2 separate regions of the Podarcis muralis genome follow, and region 2 is linked to region 1. A link is a contact called in public Hi-C data. All regions are on one chromosome and are shown on one strand. The core of a region is the stretch at or near the end of the contact, and the rest is flanking DNA. Distances in the headings are between cores, read along the strand shown.

Region 1 (3,999 bases), core at 975-3,474:
GGGCATCTGACTGCCCCCTGTGAGAAGATGCTGGCCTTGATAGACTCTTGGCCTGATCCAGCAGGCTCTCATTACATTCTTATGCCTTGTCAGAGCATTGGTCCACCTAGCTTAGGAAAGAATCACAGAATTCAAGAGTGAGAAGGGTTATCTAGTCCAACATTCTGCAGCGCAGTGATGACAGCATGGTCTACTGGGGTGGCAGACATGGTCCCTCCATCTGTTTGTTGTTGGACTCCAACTCCCAACAGTCCCAGGGTTCATAGCCAAAGGTAAGGATGATAGGATCTGTGCTCTGACTTGGGTACCAGGCAGCTTCCTTTGTGGACTGTGACTGGATAGATATCTCTCCCCACCAATGATCATTTTCTGAATATGGGTGGGGGGCAACATCTGTTAGCCAGGCAGCATCCACCAGAGTCGTGGGCCTGCTGTCTCCAAGAACAGCCTGCAGCTCTCAGTGGGAGAGCATCTGCATTGAACACAGAAGGGCCCAGTGCCAGTCCTCAGCATCGGAACTGAGAGACACCCTTGTGATGGCCTGAGACTGGTGGCAGTTGCCCAAGGTCCTCAGTCCTGAAAGTGGTGAATCAGTGGGTCCGACTGTGTGCATAAAGAAAGCTCCCTATATTCTTGTGGGGACTCTTTCCTCCATTCCTGAGAAGATTAAGAAGCCAGAGTCTGGAAGATGCCCTACCTACCTGCTCGCCAGATACCAAGCTCTGCCAGATACCCTGGAGAACAATGGCTTTACTACAAGGAGGCCTTGCAAGGAGGAGGATGGAACTAGCAGCCTTCGCAAGCTGCTATTTAAAAGCCAAGGGCTCCACCAGAAAAATAAGAGGAAGGCAGGGACTCAAGCCTCCGCTGGGCGATTCCGTTCCTCCTTTAAACTGGGAGAGGAGGGAGGAGGCAGCAGCACTCTCGCCACCGTCTGCATCGCCCCTGAAGCTGCTGGCTAGCGCCTTCGGAAGAAACGTGCCGTCTATCTCCCTGCACCCGCCCCAAGAATAAATGCACATGACACTGCAGTGCGTGTGTATGTGTGTATGTATGCGAGGGTGCGCGCGCCAGGCAGATCGGCCTCTCTGCCTACTCGCTGCAGAGCAGGATCGAGGAGCCCGATGCACAAATGCAAACGCGCGCGAGAGAGAGCGCGCAGCACCCGCTTTAAACCCCCCTGGACGCGCGTCCCACAGGACAGCTCCGGCAAGATGTCAGCGGCGCTCCTGCACGCGCGGCAGCGCGGACACGCCGTCCCGGAGCGGCCTCGCTTCTCCCGCCATCGCATCGGCGCACACGCTGGGGCAACAAACCACACAGGCTGCCAAATCGCTGCCATTCATCCTCCTCCTCTTTTCCTCTGCATTCCTCTCCGGGTGGAAATGCAGATCCGATTTTGGAAACCAATCAATCCATTAATTAATTAATTAGCGTGGCTCCGCCTTCTCGGTTCTCTCGGAGGAAAAGGGATGACTCAACCACTCTTTCCCCCAGACGCACAAAACAACAGATCGGGATTTTTTCTTAAAACAATAAATAATGGTGTGGTACCGTGTGGCACCCCCTCCAACCCACCCGCCGCTGGTTTTTTAAATTACTATTATTCCGGCCTAACTCACGCTCTGGCTTTGGGGAAACCCATGGAGAGGAGGATATCCAGGGAAGAGCCGTGCTTGATGGTCCCCGTGCGCGGCTGCCTGTTCCTCCGGGGGGTGACTTTGCTGTACAGGTCTTCCTTCGCGGCCATGGTGCGCGGCGTGGCGGGCTGGTGCCGAGCGATCATCCGGCCATCGCGAACACACACAGGACAGGCGGACTGGTGGATTCAGCTGCAATAGCAGCAGCGGCAGCAGCTCCTCCTCAAAGAGGCTCCACGCGAGGAGTGGCGCGCCTGGCGCTGCGCGTAAAAGAAAAGGCTTCTCGGCTCCCGGGGCGGCGGCGGCGGCGGCGACTTCCTGGGTCGCCGGCGAGCTTTCTTCCCGAAGTCACTCGGCCGCCTCTCGCCGCTCCGGCTGCTTTTGCAAAGGTGCTGCGCGCCGCTGACGCCTCCCGCCCTGCCCGCCCCTCCCCTCGGCCGCACGTGCGCCCCAAACGAGAGCCATCCAATCGGCGCGCGGCCTCCGCCGCCTTCCGGAAGAGGCTGGCCCCCTCCCCTTTTGTTTTCCTTTCGCAATCAGGAATTTCTGAATGGATCAAAGAGGAGCACCAAAATAATAATCCGGGCATGGGCAGGCGCGAGCGACCGAGCGCTCTCCCCGCCGCTCTCTCTCGTCTTCTCCCTCCCCCGCACCTCTTGCCAACAAAGCCCCGCCCCCTCTTTTAAAGAGGCAGCCGCAGCCCCTGTCACAGAAACAGGCGCGTCCAAGAGCATGGGAAGTCTTGCTGAGGCTGAGCTTCCGCTTTCTGCAAGAGGGGAACTGGACCTCCCGAGATCCGGAACCTCTTGCTGGTACTAGTATCCCGCCCGCATCCACAATACGTGGAGGAAAGAGACACGATTGGCAATATTCATTCATTTGGGAGTCTGGTCCTTCTTATCAGCCCCAGCTCCCCATCTGTCAGAGAGACCAGGGTTCTGGGGGGGGGGGTGACTAGTGCTTTGCCCCATAGTTGGACCCATTAAGAACCAAGGCACCCCCTTTTCGCATAGCCCTGTCCTGAGTGAATGCCTTTAAATGCCCTTGGATCAGGGTTTTTTAAAACCGATCAGCGTCCATGCAGAGAGGAGTTGCTTTTCGAACTTTCCGTGGTTTTTGTGTTCTATGTGAGAACAGCTAAAGCCAATTCTGAGGCCCCCACCCACCACCCGCCTCGTTGTACGTCTGTGGTGGTGGCTGAACACACCACGCATACATGCATTTAAGCGTCTCCTTCCTACGCGGTAGGAAAGTCGAGACACTTTCACAGATGCTGAGCTCCTTCTCTGCGATCTAACGAAAATGACCAGGCTGGAATAAAGCTCAATGCCCACGGAGAGCCTTCTCAGTTTCAGCAATGCCGACTCCTACCCACCCCCACCATCAATGAACACGGAGGAGAGCCGTGTGAATTCCAGCAATGCTGACTCTTCACAGTACGGTATTTTTCTCCCCAGAGTTTGTCAGGTTCACTGGAGAGCGGAGTGGAAGCTGCGAAGGAAATGGGAGGTTGTTGGCCCTGGAGGTTGCAGGTGGGTTTCACCGCAGCGTGGCCAAGAACTTGGGGCAGACAAATAGGAAGGAGCAGTTTGCAGTGGGTTTTCTCCCACACTGTTGGGGAAAAGGTAAATTTGGGGTGTAATTGCGATCATGAACATTCACTGAAGTGCCTTTCCGGTACTGAATTAGAATGCTTTCAAGAAGGGGTAGGGAATCTGTGGCCTGCCAGATGTTTGTTTGTCTGTTGATGAATTTCTCATCTGCGCTTTCATGAAAATAAAGCAAGGTAAGAGTACAGTGGTACCTCGGGTTAAGTACTTAATTCGTTCCGGAAGTCCGTACTTAACCTGAAACTGTTCTTAACCTGAAGCACCACTTTATCTAATGGGGCCTCCCGCTGCCGCCACACCGCTGGAGCACGTTTTCTGTTCTCATCCTGAAGCAAAGTTCTTAACCTGAAGCATTATTTCTGGGTTAGCGGAGTATGTAACCTGAAGCGTATGTAACCTGAGGCGTATGTAACCCGAGGTACCACTGTACAAGTTTTAAGGATAAAATCAACAAAAGGTCCATGAAAAATCATTAAAAGCATCAGTAAATACCAACCGTTTTTTTAAAAAAGAGAGAGAAAGAATCATGCTGTAAATGCATGTCTAAATAAATCAAATAATAATAATAATAATAAATAATAAATTTTATTTATATCCCGCCCTCCCCAGCCGAAGCCGGGCTCAGGGCGGCTAACAACACTAAAACAGTACAACATTATAAATACATTCTAAAAATTAATTAAAATACAAATTGATGGCAACCATAGACTAAAGCTTTGTAGAGATTGCCAAAGGAGGGAGTCAGGCTG
Region 2 (3,999 bases), core at 632-3,131, 200 kb before region 1:
TGTTCTCACCCTGAAGCAAAGTTTTTAACCCGAGGTACTATTTCGGGGGGGGGGGGGGACACAGGTGGCGCTGTGGGTTAAACAACTGAGCCTGATCACAAGGTGGGCAGTTCGAATCCCTGCAACGGGGTGAGCTCCCGTTGCTCAGTCCCTGCTCCTGCCAACCTAGCAGTTTGAAAGCACGTCAAAGTGCAAGTAGGTAAATAGGTACCGCTCCGGTGGGAAGGTAAATGGCATTTCTGTGCGCTGCTCTGGTTCGCCAGAAGCGGCTTAGTCATGCTGTCCACATGACCCGGAAGCTGTACGCCGGCTCCCTAATGGTCAGGGGTCCCTTTACCTTACTATTTCTGGGTTAGCGGAGTCTGTAACCTGAAGCTTATGTAACCTGAGGTACCGCTGTAATGAAATCTAACAGCCACAAAGTCTGCAATGATCTCAATAAATCCCCCTCTGGACTCTGCACCTGCCAGGTGGGATTCAGAGCAGACCCCTTTCTCCCCCCCCCCAACTGCCTTTGATTCCCACTTCAACCACCAGACAGGTTGGTTGGTTTCTCTATGCGTTGTACCCAGTGAAGATTTTATTCACACACACACCCGCCCTTCCTGATAGTGGTTCTTCACTCACCCTTTCTTCCCTTGCAGGACAGGGGTAGGCAGATACCATTTTGTGGTTCGCCTCAGGTACCAAAATGTATTGGGCCAGCCCTGGCCTTTCTCCATGGCGCTTATGCAGCTTTCAGGTTATGCCTGGTGTGTGTGTGCAATGTGCCCTTGAGCATATGCAGAATTCTGTAAGGCAATTCCCTCGCACAGCAGGTCGGCAAAGGAAGAAAGGTTAAGGGTACTGGCTTCAGAATGCCCTTCAGAAACTCTCTCATTTCACAATCAGTGTGGCATAGTTGATAAAAAGGGTCACGACTAGGACCTGGGAGCTCACAGCATGTGGCCTTGGAAAGAAGCCAGTTACTGCCTCTAGGCCTAACCTACCTCACAGGGTTGCTGCGGAGATTAAATGAGGGGAAGAACCACGTGCTCCATCTTGGAGGAAAAGGTGGGATATAAATGCAATAAATGAAAATGGGGGGGGGCACAATAATCCTAAGTGTGTTGAGTCGATTTACTTTCTCTCGAGATAGGTCGGCATTGTCCGCCCCTTGGCGCCCGAGCATGAACCGCCCGTCCCCAACTGACCCCGGCCCTGGCCATCAGCCAGCGCCCTGCGGCAAACGGGCCTCGCTAATCCGCCATTTTGTGCCAAATTCTCTCCTTCACTTCCAAAAATGCGGCTGCTCTCGTCCCGCCCACTGCCTTCCCGCTCTGAGGTAACCAGCGACTCGATTGGCCAGTTTCTCACCCCCTTCCTCCCGTCCGACCACCTCATTCGTCACTCCCCACGCCCTTCCGAATCTTCAGTTTGCACTCAGCCCGGCTCCCCTTCCCCCTCCCTGTCTCCGCCCAATCCCTCCCGTCGAATATTATATAAATATTGGGGGGGGGGGGCGACCCGATTCTGTGAGGGATTGGCTCCACCTCAGAACACAAAAGACAGAAAAAGAACAGGCCCTATCTACGCCTAACAGCTCTCCGATTATGCAAATAAAGGCGACCGGGGGAGAAATTTCATTGGCCCAGGGCCACGTCGTGGAGCTCGAACATTTCCTCTCCCTCCCACCCACATACACTGTCTTGCCGCGCGGGGAGCGATGAAAGTTCTAGAACCAGAATAAGGAAAGAGAGCGAGAAAGCCGGCCGGCACCCGTTGAATCACCCGTTTCGCCCGCCCGCTTCGCTTTCCTTTGTTGCGTCACATACGCCTCACGCAATGCCTCTACGGCCATTGGCTTAAGTGGGCGGGGAAGGCGGGCGACAGGCGCGGCGGGATTGGCCCGTCGGCCGGAAAGAGGCGTGGCCCTTCTGGAAGGTTCTTCAGTAGTATATAATGACTTGTGGCTGGGCCGAGAAAGCCGCTTTTTCTCCAGAGCTACTCGAAGCAGCTACTCGTTTCCTGGTTTTTGAAGGAAAACGAAGCAGGTAATTTCTTTGAGGGGGGGGGGCAGTAATGCAGAGTGGGTGCCTATATATGCGCTAATTGCATCTAATTCATTGATTTCTTTTCCTTCTGTGGTTGGGGTGGACGAAAGTAGAGAATTTGCTAAATGAAAAAAACCGTGTCGCTCCTTAATTTCGCAGGCTTCCCATTCCTTTTGTCCCATTTCCTTCAGGTCTACAAAACGTCTTTGAAGCCTCTTTCTCTTCGCCCTCACTTTCTCTAGCGTAGGGGTCTTTGCCCGAGTCTGGGGAGGGAGGAGGGGGGTGACAATGGCGTCTGAAACGGTGTTCCTTTAGGGAATCCGATAAAAGGAAATAAATGTAAGGAGAGGCTCGGCGAAACGCTTCGTACCAAAGAAAAGGAGGAAACGAACGCGGGGGGGGGGGGGGAAATAATGGTATGGATCGCCTTTGGAAAAACCAGGCTAAATCTGTTAAGGCGATTAAAGTACACGTGGGCGGGCCGCCCTCCTTTAATAAAGCAGCTGCATTGGCCTTTTCTTTGAACGGGGGAGTGAAAAGGAAGGATGAAGGCAGACTCCATTCTGCTACCCATTTGTTCAGTCTATGCCCCGTTAAACCTGGCTATAGGATTGCCTGTTGATTTAATGCGGGAAAATTAGGTGGGGGCAACCCCCCCCCCACGTTTATGTATCGTGTGCCGCTAATCCAGTTTTACTTGGATGGGGGCAGATTAACAAAATCGACGGGGGCGTCTTAATTCTTAGCATACGGAACGCAGGCGCTAAGCCTTAGAAAATTGGGGCGGTCTTTATTATTTTCCTGATGACCTTGAAATAGCGAGGCGAGGAAATGAGCCGCAGATGGCACGGGGGGGGGGGGGCAGGATTGCTGCCTCCCTCGACCTTAGATCACTGGAGTCTTGCTTTAAAAGCAGAAGTTCTTAAGTAACTGCTGGCGAAAGGTCCAGTTCCTTTTTAGGGTGGTGTGGAGGAATCTCTTCTGTCGTCTCCCTTCGTTAGTGGTGCAGAAAGCTTACCTAATCGCCCTTCTTTCCTTCCTCTCCCCCTCCCCGCCACGTGCTCAGCAGCGCCCTCGGCCGGTTCCGGCCGGCATCTTTGCACGTGGTCTGGTATCGCTCCTCCCATCCAGCGAGGCTTCGTGTTCCAAATGCAGGCTGCGGAGGGAGGGGGGAAGAGGAGGTTCCCAGAATCCATCGCGAAGCCCCGCCTCCTTCCCGCGCGGGTGGAACGCTCTTAGGGCATGCCGGGAAAAGTAATTCAATCCTTCCGGTGCCCCTCGTGGCTGGAACGTCGGCGCTTCCGCCTCGGCCACGTGGTGGCTTCTCCAAAGTCGCTGCACCGCCTTCAATCCCCATTCTATTGGCGTTAGAACAGAAGGGTTTCCGAGGGTTCAGATTTGCGGGTCCGAAAGCCTCGTGGAATATGAAAATTGAATGCATACAAGCATCCATAATTTTACATCTGGGCAGTGGGGTTCTAAGCAAGAGGCCTAGTACTGCACAAATAATGCTTTGATTTCAAGGCAAGGAAAAATTCCAGATTGTTTCAGAGAGTTAATCTAGTTAGTTTTATGGCCAAATGGGGATTTAAGTGTATGGTCCTCCTGGGCATTTCTGAAACTTCACTAGGCTGGCTCTAGGATAAATGTTTTACTAAATGGTTCTTAATGATTGTTCTTAATGTGGATTGGCTGACAGTTTTTGCTTCGAATATGTTGCTTCTCGTGCTTAAACATTACAGGCATGAATTGTTGATATCTAAATGTTACTTTGTCCACAGCTACAATGTCTAAGGGACCATCTGTTGGAATTGATCTTGGCACCACTTATTCCTGCGTGGGTGTCTTCCAACATGGCAAGGTGGAAATCATTGCCAATGACCAGGGTAACAGGACCACTCCCAGCTATGTTGCCTTCACTGACACAGAGAGGCTTATTGGTGACGCTGCAAAGAACCAGGTGGCA

The links. A called contact is a pair of places that touch in the nucleus more often than the background predicts.
Region 2: a Hi-C map of tail shows a contact between it and region 1, with 3 times the contacts expected there. The contact joins the promoter of HSPA8 here to the promoter of UBASH3B in region 1. A contact is called at or near these places in 2 of 3 Hi-C or Micro-C datasets (blood and tail).

The regions. Positions count from the first base shown.
Region 1 is chr15:23,625,893-23,629,891 of rPodMur119.hap1.1, reverse strand. UBASH3B (ubiquitin associated and SH3 domain containing B) reads right to left here and starts at 2,224. Exons shown (of 14, transcript XM_077919229.1): 1 at 1,623-2,224. The coding sequence starts at 1,786.
Region 2 is chr15:23,827,584-23,831,582 of rPodMur119.hap1.1, reverse strand. It overlaps HSPA8 (heat shock protein family A (Hsp70) member 8), which reads left to right and starts at 1,881. Exons shown (of 9, transcript XM_028708448.2): 1 at 1,881-2,033; 2 at 3,815-3,999. The coding sequence starts at 3,820.